Regions from separate parts of the Mus musculus genome. Here region 2 is linked to region 1. The links are chromatin contacts, called in public promoter capture Hi-C maps. All regions are on one chromosome and are shown on one strand. Each heading gives the region's core, a stretch centred on a gene start, on an enhancer-like site or on the middle of the called end of the contact. The rest is flanking DNA. Distances are from core to core; before and after follow the strand shown.

What was found. Promoter capture Hi-C pulls out the DNA fragments that hold promoters and counts their contacts.
Region 2: a contact with region 1 is called in a promoter capture Hi-C map of embryonic stem cells, with 3 times the contacts expected there. The contact joins the promoter of Adra2c here to the promoter of Dok7 in region 1. A contact is called at or near these places in 6 of 39 promoter capture datasets (cranial neural crest, embryonic stem cells, hippocampal neurons and 1 more), 5 of 484 Hi-C or Micro-C datasets (cerebellar granule neurons, cortical neurons and embryonic stem cells) and 2 of 115 datasets of contacts at active chromatin or transcription factors (embryonic forebrain and forebrain).

Annotation. Positions count from the first base shown.
Region 1 is chr5:35,051,648-35,059,395 of GRCm38.p6, reverse strand. It overlaps Dok7 (docking protein 7), which reads right to left and starts at 2,630. Exons shown (of 10, transcript NM_001348478.1): 1 at 2,408-2,630; 2 at 2,259-2,304. The coding sequence starts at 2,461.
Region 2 is chr5:35,273,599-35,281,346 of GRCm38.p6, reverse strand. It overlaps Adra2c (adrenergic receptor, alpha 2c), which reads right to left and starts at 2,781. Exons shown (of 1, transcript NM_007418.3): 1 at 1-2,781. The coding sequence starts at 1,461. The coding sequence ends at 85.

The DNA.
Region 1 (7,748 bases), core at 1,381-3,880:
ATGCACCTCTCTGGGACAGTCATACCATGGCTGCCTACAGATGGGGCTGAGCTAGGGATCCCAAGCTTTCAGGAATGAAGGGCAAAGCCCCAGAGAAAGACAGGGTATAAAATCTCCCTTACCCCTCTGTCTGGACCCTGGCTTCTCTGCCAGGTTCAGAATGTGGTTCCCTCCTAGTGGATTTCCCAAGCTAGATGAAGCCCCTGAAACAGCCCACATGGGAAGCAACAGATTAGCATTCTCTGAGAATACTGTCCGGCTGCTGGAACCACTGCTGAGGATGGTCCACGGGCTGTCTCCTGCTCTCCACCAAGAGACCACACCACAAAGAAGACAGGCTAAGAACCAAAGCTCTGATCTCAGTGAGCCACTGCCCAGGACCTCTCCTGAAGGTCTGCCCAGAGAGATGACCCAGACGTCCATCCCTCACCAGGCACACAGTCCCACTCTGAGATCCCACACTGAGACAAGCCTGGTAGGAAGAACTTCCCATCAGTGGGCCCTTTGGAGCACGATGGCCCAGCAGCTGTGTTGGAGGGAGGGAGAGAGAGAGAGAGAGAGAGAGAGAGAGAGAGAGAGAGAGAGAGAGAGCTGACAAAGAACTCTGTGTTCCTGGTCCCTCTCAACTACCTCCCATGAGCCTCCACAAAGGAAGTCACAATTTTAAAGCCAAGGACCCATTGGTTTCTCAGGACAAGAAAACAGAGCTGTTCTCTCCCTCCCATACCAGATCAACAGAGTCCAGACCTCAGGTCCTCAAGGACACAGGTGTCAGCCTCCGTCTAGAGGGAGGGAGAGGGTGGGGTAGGGAAGATCCAGTCTCCAGTGGGATAAGATGGGCAGGTGGGAGGAGAAAGCCACAGTGGGAGGTGGAGGCTATGGGCTGTGTAGCTCAGGAAGAGGTCTTGGGACAGCAAGTAGGCTCAGGAGGGACAGGCTAGAGAGACAGGCCACACCCTCCACTTTTGACTCAGTCACTTCCTACCTCTGACACATCCCAGCTCAACCTCAGAGTCCCATCTGGGGACAGCTTGTAATCCAGGTTCCTTTGCCAGTCCCACCCCTGGGGACCTCTGGCCTACTCACTGCCTAGAATACATGAGGCTCTTAGATTCCCACAGAGTCGGTGAGCATACTTCAGGATGCTCTCTGGGACAGACCTAACTCCATAGTCTTCCCCAGGATCCCTCACCAGCCAGACTGGTACACACGGACCACAGCTGATCAAAGCCACTTAAATTCTCTGTGGACTTTACTTCTCTACTGCTCCATCCAGCCCCCAAGCCTGGCAGTGTCCAGGGTCCCTTCCCCTCCCCAGTCTCCAATCACCCTCTCCCCGGATATCCTGGAATGCCAAAGACAAGAACCGTGCCCCCCCCCCCCCCCGAAGCCCTCCAGGCTTTGCCACAGAAGGTCTGGGCTTGAAGGACTGAGTGAAGACACCGTGGAACCAGGAGCCAGACAAAAGGAGACTGTTCACAAAAGCAGCTAGTGAATTGTGCCACCCCTCCAGGGAGCTGACAGGCACCAGCATCCTGGAAGTCACTCTGGCTGCCTGCACATGTGTGAGGCAGCCACACACGCGCCCCCACCCAACTTCCCCTACAGACCCCTGGATCCTGGGCCAACTCCAAGGCACCTGTCTCCCGAAACAGCTGCAGTCCCAGGCTGGAGCTGCAGAGCTGCCCTGGCTCCTTCCTGGCTCTCCTCATACTGAGGGGAGCAGACCCTGGTACCACTTTCTTTTCTCAGAAGTGTGTCTCCCCCAAACAAAGTAAAGGTCCTGGGACACAGAAACAGGACTCTTCCTACCTGGCAGACCATCTTTTCTCTACCTGAGGGTATGGGATTGGGAGGAGGTGGCACTGCTTGGGATGCGGCTTAGGAATTCCTGATACATTTTCACCAGGACACCTATATCACCGAGGCACATTCTGCCTGCTCCTCCATGGGTAGGCTGCAGCCCCTCTGGGCTTCTGCTGGTCCAGGAAAGGTGTTGGCCCACACAGGAACTGGGACCCCCACAACACCACACTCGGGGACCGGTTAGGTCTGTGTTGCGGGTGGCCAGGTCCCAGGGTCCGGGCGCCCGAGCGGCTTCGACTCTCCGGTTACCGCCGTGGGGCTGGGTTTCAGCGGCTCCCCCGCGGCTATTTCGGGAGAGCTGGCACCTCAGCCACCGGTTGTAGGGCCGGCAGGGTCCGGATGGCTCGCTGAGACCCGCCACCCGCCGTCCCGCCCGCGGCCCCGCCGCTCACCTGCCACCGGCGATGGCTTGCGCAGCACCAGCCACCTACTCTTCCACTGCGGAGACAGGACAGCGTGAGAAGCCGCCCGCGCGCGCCCGCTCCGCGCCCCCGCCCCCACCCAAGCGCGCCCCCGCCCCGCGCCCCCGCGGCGCCCCAACCTTCTTGCCGTCCCGCAGCTTGACCTGGCCCTCCACCAGCGCTGCCTCGGTCATCTTCTGTCATGGTTCCCGCCGCCCGCTGCGCCCTCTCCACGCGTCCTGGGCGCCTGAGCCCAGGGTCACTTTCAAAATAGCTCCGGGAGGGCCTTGGGCTGCGCCAGGAGGGCGGGCCCGGCGCGGCGGGCGGGGCGCAGCGACACGGGGACCTGGATGTGGGGGAGACTGGGCGGGGCACCCCGGGCCTCAGTCTTTAAGACCCTAGTAAAGTGCAAGCCAGTAGGTGGCAGTGGCCTTGGACAGCCTCTGCACTCTGCTGGCTGCCAGCCCACGCTGCTCCTGCCAGGTCTCAGGACCACTGCTTAAGACCATCTGAAGCAGCCTCTGGAGAACGAAACTCAGCCTGGGAGGAGAAACTGGGACAGGGGCAGTTTCCCAAAGGGAAGAAAACTGTCCCAAGACAACCCCACAGAAGGCTTTGTGGCCTTGTGCCTGCCCAGTCCCAGTTTTGGTTTGGCTTCAATGGCTTCATCCTTTGCACCTGCCCTTCCTCCATCTCATGGGGCCACGAGGCACCCCTGACAACAGACCAACAGCCCAGGTCCAATACATTATCCAGTCCCTAGGCCTTCCCCATCGCCAGAGGTGGCCGCCCTCCAGGCAGATGAGAAAGTGGGCATATGTACTCTTCAGGTCACTGTCCCTCCCATTCAACTTGAGTATCTGGCAGAGCAGACCTCAGTGGCTGCCAGGACCAGAGCCCACTATGTCACCTCATTGCCCCAGGTCTCCCTGGCTGGTCTCTCCTACTTCTGAAGGCCAGCTTGCACCAGCCTTACAGCATGAAGAGCCTAGGGATCCATGCTGCCTGGGAACAGCCTCACCTAGTATCCCCCTGTCCAGCCAAATGCCCTCAGAGCCTCTGAATTTCTCTACCCCAGCCTGTTGCCCAGGTTAAGGTTGCTTAAGGCCGGTGCTAAGTTTTATACCACCACCCCAGCTTACTGTGGAACTTAAGCATTTGTTAGACCTATGTCATAGACTCCCCAGATACATGACTTAGCACCCCAGGGAACAGAGAACACCCACAATTGCCAACTAACTGCATCTAGCAAAATAAACTCAGACACACAATGAAGCTTGATGAATTTGCCCATCCTGATCCCCGACCCCAAGGAGCTCTGACCCGGGTAGAAAAGGGCTACGTGTCAAACTGTTCGCGCAGTGCGTGCGTCTTCACTATATCCTGCCCAGACTCTTTAGACTGCTTCCTGTCTACCCCTTATAGAGAAACTGAGGGTCAGAGTGGTGTCAGGACTCATGGCCAGGATGGACCCACAAGTACTGACCCCAGAGCAGTACTCAACCCGAGAGTCCTTGCCACAGCCCCTCTAGAGAATCTGGAGGGCAAACCTTCAGTGGGTCACAGGGCTGCTTTTAATGTTTTCCTGGTTATCTTGATGGGGAGAGGGCACCAGGTCTAGGAAGGCACTCTATATGTTCCTCTATCCTGTATAACCTATGTGGCACACCAGTGCCTTCCACTAAACTGTTGCTGGCCACAGAGCCCCATTCATACTACCCACACACTGAAGGCCCCTGGGGAACCGACTCAGGACAGCCGGTGTGGAGTCATTTGGGGGTTGTGGCCATGAGCATATCCTCCAGCCCAGGCGGCTGGCACTTGCTCTTCCCTTCAGGGAGGGGCCACGTCCTGCTGCATTCCAAGCGCTGGCCTTGGCCCAAACTCTAGCCACGCCTGGCAGCTGCACCTGCTCCCGCACTGGCCCCGGAAATGCGGGCGCCATGGGGATAGACAGCTTTTATTCTCCCACTCCACATGACCTAGAGGACAGCCCTGTGGTCCAAGTCTGCCAAAAATCGGCCAATGGAGGACTCGGTCTGGCCTTGTAGAAAGAATTCTTATGACCTTGGCCCTCTTTGTGCCTCAGTTTCCCCAGATGTTACAACCAGAGTTGCTGGGGCTCTACATGATGAAACTCTCTCTGACCACCAAAGCAGCTGACCAGAAGGATGTTAAGCCTCTTGAAGAATCAAGGTGACAGCTGGAAGGAGTGAGATGGCAGGAAGGCCCAGTCACATGTGAGGCAGGATGACACTTAGCCCCAACACCCCTCTGCCTGGCACCACTGGACACTGGACACCACAGGGAGCTTCCAGTTGTGGTCACAGCTGTACCACTGTCTGAGCTCACCACCACAGTACTGTTGCTACACACTGTGGCCAGTCAGACCACCGCCACCGCACCCATGATCTCAGGATGTTGTCCCATCGGTGGCTCTGCAGTCACAGACCTCTGTGAGATGCTGTACTTGCCACCTACCAGACAAGAGCATGCACACCATCACGTGGCCTCCATTTCCTGCTGTTGCCTGGCTTTGTCACCTCTGTCAGGGATGATTGTATATGCAAGAGGCTCTCAAATGATCCCTTTACATACACAGGGGAGAGTGGAACTAGGGGGCCTGTCTGCCTGCCTTGGCATCTCTAGGTAACTGGGAATGCCGGACAGACACACTCCAGCGGGCTGTGGCAGGCACCAAGACTCACAACCCCATTATCCCTTCCACTGAGGGAAACTGTACAGAGGACTCCAGGAAGTGCCGAGTGGGTAGAGCTGACTACCACTTCTGAGTCCAGCCATTACACAAACTAAACTATCATGCAAACATTTGTCACTAGTCACATGATGAGAGGAAGGGTATTATGGACTAGATACCCCCACCCCCAGCTCCCCGGGCATTCGCTGATGTTCTCACCCCCATGTGACCATGAAGACGTGGAGCCTCTAAGAGAGTATTTACGGTAAATGAGGTCATACACAAGGGCCCTAATCTGTTAGGACAGGTGTCCTTATAAAATGACAAAGAGATCCCGAAGAGTGCTCTCTCTTCTGCACACAGAAAAAGGCATAGAAGGGTCCATCAAAAAGGCAGCTGTCTTCATACGGGGAGGACCTGGGGGCTGAATTTGACGGCCCCTTGAGGATGAACCTCCAGCCTCTTAAATTGCCAAATAATAATTTTTATTTTAAGGAAATAGGTTTATTTCGTGTGCTGCAAAGAAACCAAACATGGCAGTAACAGAAGGGCTGCCTGTTTCATTGCCTAGTCTTTTCTGGGCTGTTCTGTCCAGGCAACTGCTATCTTTTAGACCTGGAGTGGCTCCCAAACCCCACATGCCAAAGCTTGGTCCCAGCTCCTATTGCTATTGGAAATAGTGGGACCTTTAAGAGGGTGGGGCCTGAGAAGGGTCTTCAGGGTGTGACAGGGAAAACCGGGTTCTTCCTCTGTCTCTTTTGTGCCTTAGCCTTCAACTGAGAGCATTGCTTTGCTGCATAGGTCTGCTGCAAAGGTCTGCTGCATAGGTCTGCTGCAGGCTTGAGGCAAATGAGGACAATCACGGTTAAAAGCCCTGAAGCCATGAACCCGAGAACCTCTCTCTATAGGCTAATTAGTTCAGATGGCTAATGACTGCCCTGGAGTGACAAAAACAGCAACCAATGCCACAGGCAACAGAGGAAGAAAGTGGCTGTGCTGGGGTTTGAATGCGCCCCCTATGATCACCCTTTGGAGACGTAACATTCAAATTCCTAAGTTAATAGTATTTGGAGGTGAGGCTTGGGTGTAGGGGTTAGTGTCATCACAGGAGTGGGACCCCTTGATGGAATTAATGGCTTTGCAAGAAGGGGAAGAGCTCTATCTCAAGCTGTAACATCCTACACCACATTATACTACAGCACAAGGCCTCAGCAGACACCCAGCAGAAGCCAGAGCCACGCTCTTGAAACTCCAATCCCCAGGGCTACGAGCCAAATGAACTTCTTCATAAATTATCCAGTCTCAGGTGTTCAGTTATAGCAACACAAAATGACCTAAGATACCTGCAAAAAATTCCTTCCCTACACCTGCCCCCCTTAAAATGTGGTCATGCATACCCTCACACCAAGAGATGAACGTCTTCACCTTCTAAACCTGGCTTACTTTGATTAAAGAAAAAGGCCAAGGAAAGCTCACCCCCACTTTTCTTTTTGTAGCATTGCCTCTGTCATGGGAACACGCCCAGGTGAGTTTGCTAGGTGATGAGATTCATATGGTCCTTCCTCCCCGAGCTCCAGTCAAGAGCCACCCATTCCTGAGGTATAAAAGCCTACAACCCACTGATAACCCCAAAGCCTACACTATGGAGAGTCCAGTTCAACACAGAAAAACCACCCTGCAGAGTCTAGCCCATCCCTAAAAAGCATGAACTAGATAAACGGCGTTGTTTCATGTCTCTGAGCTCTAAGTGCACTTGTGTTCCAGAAAAGACTTTCTGAAATAACCAGCATGGGAGTGGGTGAGCATCAAGACCTATGAATCTCTGGGATTCCTGGAGAGATGAAACCTGAATCCCTGAATCACCATGGGAACCCTAGGGGAACATGAACCTAGCACACAGAAACAGGATGGAATGACCTCACCTGCATACCATGCCTTCAGCTTCGTACCAAGATCAGGCAGCACAGAAACTATTAGGTTAGCTGATATTCTACAAAATAATAACGGTTATAGCAGATTTCTCAATGGTAGAAATGGAAAGCAGGAGCCAGTGGTATAGATTCCAAATGATGACAGAGAATAACTTCAGATTCAGTGTAACAGCTGAAATTCAGCAGTAAAAGAATCCCATTGCCATAGCCAAATGGATCCCTCAAAGCCCATGCATTAGAACCTAATCCTCAAATTCTCATGTTTCTGGTATCTAGAGGTAGAAGGTAATTGGGGCTAAATGAGGTCCCAAGAATAGGGTCCTCTAATGGTATTAGTGGCCTACAAGAAGAGGAGAAAGAGACCTGAGTCAGTGGCTTGCTCTGTCTCACCACGTGTTGTCCGGTTCCATGTTACAATTCTGCACAAGGCCTCAGCAGATGCCCACACCAGTCTCGAACTTCCAGCCTTTGTTCTTTAGAATTAATTAGCTAGTGTTAACTTGACACACACCTAGAGTCAGCTTGGGGAGAGGAAACCTCAAGGAACGGCAACTGAAGAATTTCCCAGATCCACTGGCTCGTGGCCATGTCTGTGAGGCATTTTCCTATTTCCTAATTGATATAGGAGGGCCCAGCCCACAGTGGGCGGTGTCAACCCTAGGAAGATGGGCCTGAGCTGCATGAGAAAGCTCAGCCGAGCAAGCAAGGGAGGCAAGCCAGAAAGCAGACTCCCTCCATGGTTTCCGCTACAGTCTCCTGCCCTGACATCCTACACTGGGCTATCTTAATAATGGACAGCAACTTGGAAAATGAAGTAAATTCTTTCTCTCCCAAGTTGACTTTGGCCAGTGT
Region 2 (7,748 bases), core at 1,532-4,031, 220 kb before region 1:
GAGACCACACTGTTGGTCTCTCTGTCTACCCGAGTTCAGAGCTGTCCAGGACGTCAGTGGGTCCAGGTCCAGGAGGCCAGAGGGTCATTGCCTGAAGCCCCTTCTCCTCCTTCGAAAGAGGATATGCTTGAAAGAGCGCCTGAAGTCCTGATTGAAGACAGTGTAGATGACCGGGTTGAGCGAACTGTTGCAGTAGCCGATCCAGAAGAAAAACTTAAAGAGCGGTTCTGGCAACTGGCAGGCCTCACGGCAGATGCCATACAGGCTGTAGCTGAAGAAGAAGGGGAACCAGCACAGTACGAACACGCCCATGACCACCGCCAACACGAAGGTGAAGCGCTTCTCGCGTGCCTGGGCCACCTTGCGGCGGCACACACTGCTGCGCGCCCGGCGCCGACGCGACAGGAAGAACTCGACGGAGCGCGAGCTGGCCCGCGACAGGCGCCCTCCGGGGCCTGGGGACCGAGACGCCGTCCGAGCACCCTGCTCGGCTGCCAGTCCCGGTCCCGGTCCGTCCGCACTGCCCGTGTCCCCCTCAGCACCCTCTCGCCGCCGTCCTCCTCTGCGCAGCGCGCCCCGGCGCCTCCGCCTCTCGGCCGCACTGCTCTCATCCGGCTCCACTTCAGTGCGCGGGGGCGCGCAATGCCCGTTCTCCCCCGCTGCCTTGCCCAGCCCATTCTCTGTGGTCGGGGACGCGCCGTCGGGGCCGGCGGGGCCGCGTTTCTCGCTGAGCGTACGCGTGCGCAGCTTGGCCACGCGGTAGATGCGCGCATAGACCAGGCCCATGATGAGGCAGGGCGCGAAGAAGGAGCCTATGCAGGAGGACAAGATGTACCAGGTCTCATCGTTGAGGCCGCACTGCGGATAGGCGGCGCCGTCGGGCCGGCGGTAGAACGAGACGAGAGGCGGGAAGGAGATGACAGCGGAGATGAGCCACACGGCCACGATGGTGGCCTTGACACGGCGCGGCGTGCGCTTCAGGTTGTACTCTACCGCTTGCGTCACCGACCAGTAGCGGTCCAGACTAATGGCACACAGGTGCACGATGGACGAGGTGCAGAAGAGCACGTCCAGTGCCAGGTATACACCACACCACACTTGCCCGAAGTACCAGTAGGCCATGAGCTCATTGGCCAGAGAAAAGGGCATGACCAGTGTGGCCACCAGGATGTCAGCTGAGGCCAGAGACACCAGGAAGAGGTTCTGCGGGGCGCGCAGTGCTCGGCTGGTCAACACAGCGATCACCACGAGCACATTGCCTACCACGGTGAAAACGATGAGGAAACCCACCACAGCTGCCAACCCCGCCACAGCACCTGCGGAGTACTGGCCCGGCGGTGGCACCCAGTCGGTCCCCGAGGCGTTGGCACCCCCGCCGCTACCCCATTCGCCCGCGTCGCTCCCGTTGGGGCCCTCAGCCGCCGCCGCCGCCAGCGCCGCGGCCAGCGCTGGGGACGCCATGGTCCTCCCGAGAGCTACGCGGTCCTGCCAGGAGCCCGGGCGCAGCCTCGGCAGCTCGGGCGCCCCACAGCCAGGGTCGGCGTCCGCATCGCCGCCTGCTCCTCCGGCGCGCCGGCTGGGGGCCACGAAGCCCCGCAGCCGGCTCTCGGCCGTGGTGGCCCGGCGGGCGGGCGGCGCGCCGGAGAGCGTGGCTGCCGGGCTCCCCGCAGCTGCCGCGCGCGTAAGTGCAGAGCTGGAGGTGCCCAGAGAGCGCGGCGACGCGGCGGTGGGGGGGAATGGGGGTAGGTCCCGGGTCCTCGAGCGGCCCCGCCCTCGGCCTGGGTTCAGTGGGAGCGTCCCGGCCGCCAGCCCACGGAGATGCGGTGTCCAAGCTGGTGCACGCAAGCGGCTCCACGGTCCGGGTGCCCGACTGGGCTGCAGGCTGCAGGCGGCGGCCCGGACACTCTGCTTCCCAACGGGCTGGCTGGGGCTAAGCGAGCCGGGGCGCAGGTTGCCGTTCTTCCGGGTCCCTGCAACTTTACTTTGCGGGGCTGGGCGCCGACACCCGCGGTCCTCCTGCTGCTCCCGAGTGCGGGCGCCCCCCAAGGTCCGCGTTCGGCCGTGCGGGCGCCGCCTCGCCCTCCCCGCTCGCCGGTGCAGCGTCTCCGCCGCCGCGGAGCGCTTGGCGCAAGTGCTGTCGCCCGGGCTCGGCTTCCAACTTGAGTCCAGTAGCGCAGCGGGGAGGGCGCAGCGGGGCGGGGCGGGGCGCCCCGCAGGCCCGAGCCGCGGGCCCGGGGGGAGCGGGCCGGGAGCCGGAGCCCGCGGCCGCCTGGGCGAACCTGCCGGCGGCGCCGGGGAGGAGCCCTAGGCGGCGGCGCAGGGCGCGCACTCGGCGAGGGCGCCCCCTCCAGGGCCAACTGCAGCCTGCGGGGCCCGGCTGAGCGCGGGCTGGCCTGAGCGGTGAGTTCTAGAAGCCTGCTCTTTCTAAGATCGTAGTCTCCACCTCACTCGGTTACAGGCGACGGAGCGCGCGCGGGCGCGCACACCGGCTCGTAAGGGGCTGGCTCGGGGTCCGCGGCCTGATTGGAGAGTGCGCTTGTAGCAGCATGGCAGAGACACTGCTGGTGCGCATCATTCCTTTGGAGCTTAGGGTCCCTGCTCCCCTGCAGAGCCACCTCCTCAGTCAGCCTCAGTTCCCTCCTCTGAGTACCTCTCAGCGCTGCGGGATCGTGAATCATAACCACGGTGTCAGTCGAGGCCCAGATCAAGCTCCCAAGCTCTATACCCATGTTGGCAATTGTTGAAGTTGAATCTTAATGCTGTGTGATCCCGCTTTTCACAGCTGGAGGGGACGCTCCAGACCTGCGCTTTTGACAAACTCAAAACTGACCTGCCCCATGCAGCGTGATTTTGTGGGAGTAGGTTTAAGAGAGGGCGAGCAAATCAAATGTTGGGGAGATCTCGTGTCAGTTTCACAGAGGTTCTGTCACGTGTGGCCTGAGTTGAGTTGAGGCACTGGTCTCTGCCTCCAGGCAGCCCCAGGTCTGCAGGGAGGATGTGGCCAAGAGAATAAATTGGACTTTCCAGACCTAGCGTTTCCCTGCTAGAACTAAAGGAGTACCATTCTCTCCACCAAGGCTGGCCAGGACCTCATTACACAGGTCAGATAGACCGGAAAGGGAGGGGAGTTGGCAATCCACTGGCAGAAGGCCTCATCAGAAAGTCATTCTGAGGACCTTGGAGCCATGACCTGTGGCATCTGGACTTGTCCCTGCTCTGGTGGCTGCTTCTCCCTGCAGTCCTTGAGGATAGTGCAACCTCCTTGTGGGCACTGCAGCCCTAGAGGACCCACAGGACCTACCCTCAGGGCAGGGGTGTCCAACTAGGATTAGGCAGACGACAAACATTTCAGACCATGGGCCTGTCTTGAGTACTGTGCCCGTGCAGGACACACTTCTTGATGCCTGTCCTGGGCACTTTCTAACTCAGGGCTTGCAAAGTGCCATGTGCTGTCACCTGAGAATGTGAACTATGAGGAAGAACCGCCAAGGTTTTTTAACAAGTCCTTCTTACCCAGAGGCCCCAACAAGGGCCACTGATCAAAACAACTTCAGTTGGTTTGTATAGAAGCCCCCAGATGACTCCAACATCAGTATATTGGAGGAAGAGGAGGTCTGGCCTTATGGTGTTTGTGTCTGGATATTCACCCCCACACTGAGTGCCATCAAAGCCCTGGAACTTCCCCACCCCCCATCCCTACCCCCAACCCAGCCTAGAAGCAAAGGAGGAGGTGACAGCATGTATCACCTTTGGATATGGAGGAGTTATTAGGAAAAAGCTTTGTGGACCATGCTCCCTAGGGACTGAGGTAGTCCCCAGTGTGTGGATGGTCCCTAAGACAGAGTGCTCTTTAGGAATGTGGGTACTCCTTCAGATGGGATGCTTCTTTGGTGAGAGTGCCCCCCGAAGAGGCTGGTTTAGTTCTGAGGATGTGGGAGCCTGAGGACGATGAGGGGAAGGGCAAGTGGGCACTGGTCGGGTACTGTTGGAGAGATGGCTTCTCCCCTTGCAGGCAGCATTGTGGACCTGCCTGAGTCAGAGATGCTGTCATATGAGAAGCTGAGGGGACAACAGGTAGTCTAGCCCAAGCCCTGACTGCACACAGCCTCACGTTTCCAAGTGATGCCTGCCTAGGCAAAGGGATGCCCTGGGAGCCCTGCAAGGGAAGCCTGCAAGGGCATCTGCAGGGCTCGCTACTGAGTGACCTAGGCTCTTGGGGATGATGGCTACATGCTGTAGGGATGCTGACCATACCTCCCGGCATAACTGAGAGGAAGCCACTCTGGAGTCAGCAGCCAGAAGTGAGAGTTAAAGAGTCTGCTCATTTGAGGGCAGCTGGTGAGACCCCCTGGGGTGGCAGGAACTTACGAAGAGGCTGAACTAGCCTCTTTGCCCAGAGATAGCCAATTAGCCCCAACAGTCTGCTTCTGGTTGTTCTGTGGCAGGAAACAATGTGTGCCCCTACAGACTGTGTGTTCAAGAGTAGTTGGTGGCAGGCCACACTGGGTGTTTGTACCTACTATGTGAGGGCATTCTGGGAAGGTCCTGGTATATTTCAGAAGGAAATCCATGTGAAGTGAAGCAGCCTGGGTATTCAGAGTGGTGGGTATACTGGTGCCTAGAAGTGCGGGGTTGGTCCAGCCAGGGTTGCATAGTGCCTGGATGTTGGGTCCTAGGCTCTCAATTCCCTGCCAGGCCTCTACCACAGGATCTGGTTGCATGTCTGTGTGAATCCTGGGAGCAGTGCGCATGCTGCAAAGCAGCCGTGACATGGGCTGACGGGAGCTGGGCTCCTTGAATCACCCTGGTGTACTCACAGGTATGCGTGAACACATGCACCTCACTCCCTCATGGGCTCATGCACATGGATATGCTTATTCAAGTGTGCACACACAGACCCATTGCCTGAACACACGGATGTTCATGAAGATGCACTTACATTCACATGTGTGTATACATGTGCACCTGTTCATACATATATGTATGATTATATACCACTTACACACCACTTGCATGTGCATGCCACGTATGTACATTCATCCCTTCAGATACTTTCCAGTGTAGCTGTGTATATACCCAAACACATGCGTATGTGTATCTGCACCTGGAAGATTCCAGTCAAAGGCATGCATGTATACACATATGTGCATGTACACCCACATGAGTTTGCACATAGTCACACACAAGGCAAGCATATATGCACATATAAGCATAAATGTCCACACACATATGTTGTTTGTGCAACCACTCACATCTTGATTCAGAAGTGAGCAGAGCCATCAAGTGTGAATTTAAGCTCCTGATCATGTCCTTCCTTGCTTCTTGGCAGCTGAGTGACCCTCCTCATTCTCAGGCCTCAGTTTTCCTGTCTGTGAAATGAACACATTGCACCACTGTCTCTAATATCCGTGCTGGCTCTTCCATTCTCCCTCTCCCTGAGGGAGTGTCGCATCTGGCCTGCCCAGCTTTGCCTTTGGCTGGTGCCTGGAGCTGCTGAGGAGAGCCAGGCTCACAGAGCTCTTCCATTTTACTTAGCTCTAGCTGGTGACAGGGTCAGGGAAATAGAGCTGGATTTCTTGTCTCAAGTCTAAGAGGATGCCCTTTTTATTTGAAATGGAGCTGAGGATTTTTCCCTATGTTTATGTGCGATCTCATTTTTAAAGATGAGCCAAGGGAAAACCAAGGCTTGTTTCCCTCTCTGCCCCTCCCTGAAGAATTCCAAAGACTGATCTGTCTTGTCAGAACGTGGCAAGGATCCGGCAGCCGGGCTGGCTCTTGGCGCCCCAGCCTGCAGACTGAATCCATTGCATATTGATCATCGATTTGGCAACACAGCGTTCCAACAGAGCTGGCGAAGCCCTCTTCAGGGACTGGCTGGGATTGGCATGGGGTGTAATAGAAAACAGAGGGTCAGCGTCTCTTGCCGGGTACCCACTGTGTGCCTTGGCACTGCCCGGCTGGGGGTCTAGCTCCTGTCTGTCACTGTATCCTTAGCTGTGTGCAGCCTCAATGGCTCCAGCCTGCCATTCTGCCAGCCTGTATCCCGGAAGCCCATATGAGCGTTGAAAGTCCCAGATGTTCCCACTGTTGCTCCAGTTGACTGGGCCTTGTGTTTGAGGGCCTCAGTTTTGAGTCCCCACCCTGTTAAGTCCCTCATTGGGTCTGCAGACACGACCTGGCATTGTCTGTATGCATCCCTGCAGGAAACAGAGGACCAGATCAAAGGTTCTTATTCCCATAGCCTGCTTTTCCAGGCTTTGCCTTTAGAAACTGCTGGTGTGGAGCCTGGACCCTGGGATTAGGACATGACCTCAGGAAACTACCTTTCTTTCAGTGGCTGCTTTTCAGGCTGCCTACAAGGTCTGTTAACTCACAGCTCATGGCCTGCTTGCTGCAGGAGCTGCAGGTAGAAAGCTGTGGGGTCCAAGCCAGTCAGTGAGTGCTCCTTGATGACAAGTGAAAATGTAGATGAAGGCCCACCACTACACTTCCTGTTTGGTTATGTGTGTATGAGGCTGTGATGCTGAGAGCCATAGCAGCTGTCCCGTGACCAAGAGGAGATGAGGACAAGGATACAAGTCACTGAAGAAAGAGTATATGCCCCATTGCTTCTATTTTGGAGCCACCATGAATGGCCCTGGAGCCACCCTTGGGCCAGGCTTCCTGCTGTTGAGGCACAAACTAAATATGCTCTTCCCACTGTGCACCCAGAACTACCCATAGTCAAGTCCCTAGGACTGTGAATATGTCACATGACACAAGTGCCTAAAGGTACCCCACCAGTCTGTGTGAGTCAAGGGTCTCGCACCACCGTGTCCTGGAGTATGCTTGTGGGGCCCACTGTGAATACAGGTGCCTGCCAGGGAATGTGAGAGCCAGGCAAGTTATGGGAGATTGGAAGATGGAACCACACCAGGACTTACAGAGAAGGAAGGGTCGAAAGGCATGGATCAGAGCAGCTACCAGAAATGAGAGAGACTAGAAAACATTATCTAGCAACAGCCTCTAGGAAGAGAACTGTGTGCCAACACAGTTCAGGCCTCTGATAGCTAAAACTGTAAGGAAAACCTTTGTATGCATGTGTGTATATGTGTGCATATGTAGTTGTATGTGGATACATGTGTATCCACATGTGCATGTACATATCTATATGTGCATGCATGTGCTCATGTATGTGTACATGTGTGGTTAGAATTAGTTATGTGGGACAGAGATTCATCCACTTCCATTTGGGACACAGAGACTGTAACTCCTATGGTTGTACCTTGACTGCTGGGTCATCTGCCCTCATGACCCTCAGGTTTCTACCTGTAAAGTGAGCTCTTTCTTTGTATCATCTAGCCTGTTTAAGAGCTTGACTTTGGTAAACTATTTAAAAATTAATAGAAAGATCCAATATTTGCAATTCCTTACACTTTGGAAGCTCTTAAAGCATGGTCACCATCACTACCACAACTGCTGTTAGCCCTACATCATTGCCAGCACTACCATCATCACTGTTGTCCTGCATCTGGTCCTGGATGATGGGTCTCCTTGGCAGTGTTTCTGGGGCTCCTTGGCCTTCACCTGTATGCAGGTGATAGAGCGCTCAACACTCTGGGAACGGTGCCCACTCCGGAGTCTCAGGATAGCCCTACTGATGTCAGCACTGAGCACAGTTCTTGGTCTTAAGGTCACAGATCAACTTGGGCCACAGGAGCCCAAGAGGTATCTCAGCTGGCCTGGGACTAGAGAGGTTTTCTATAGAG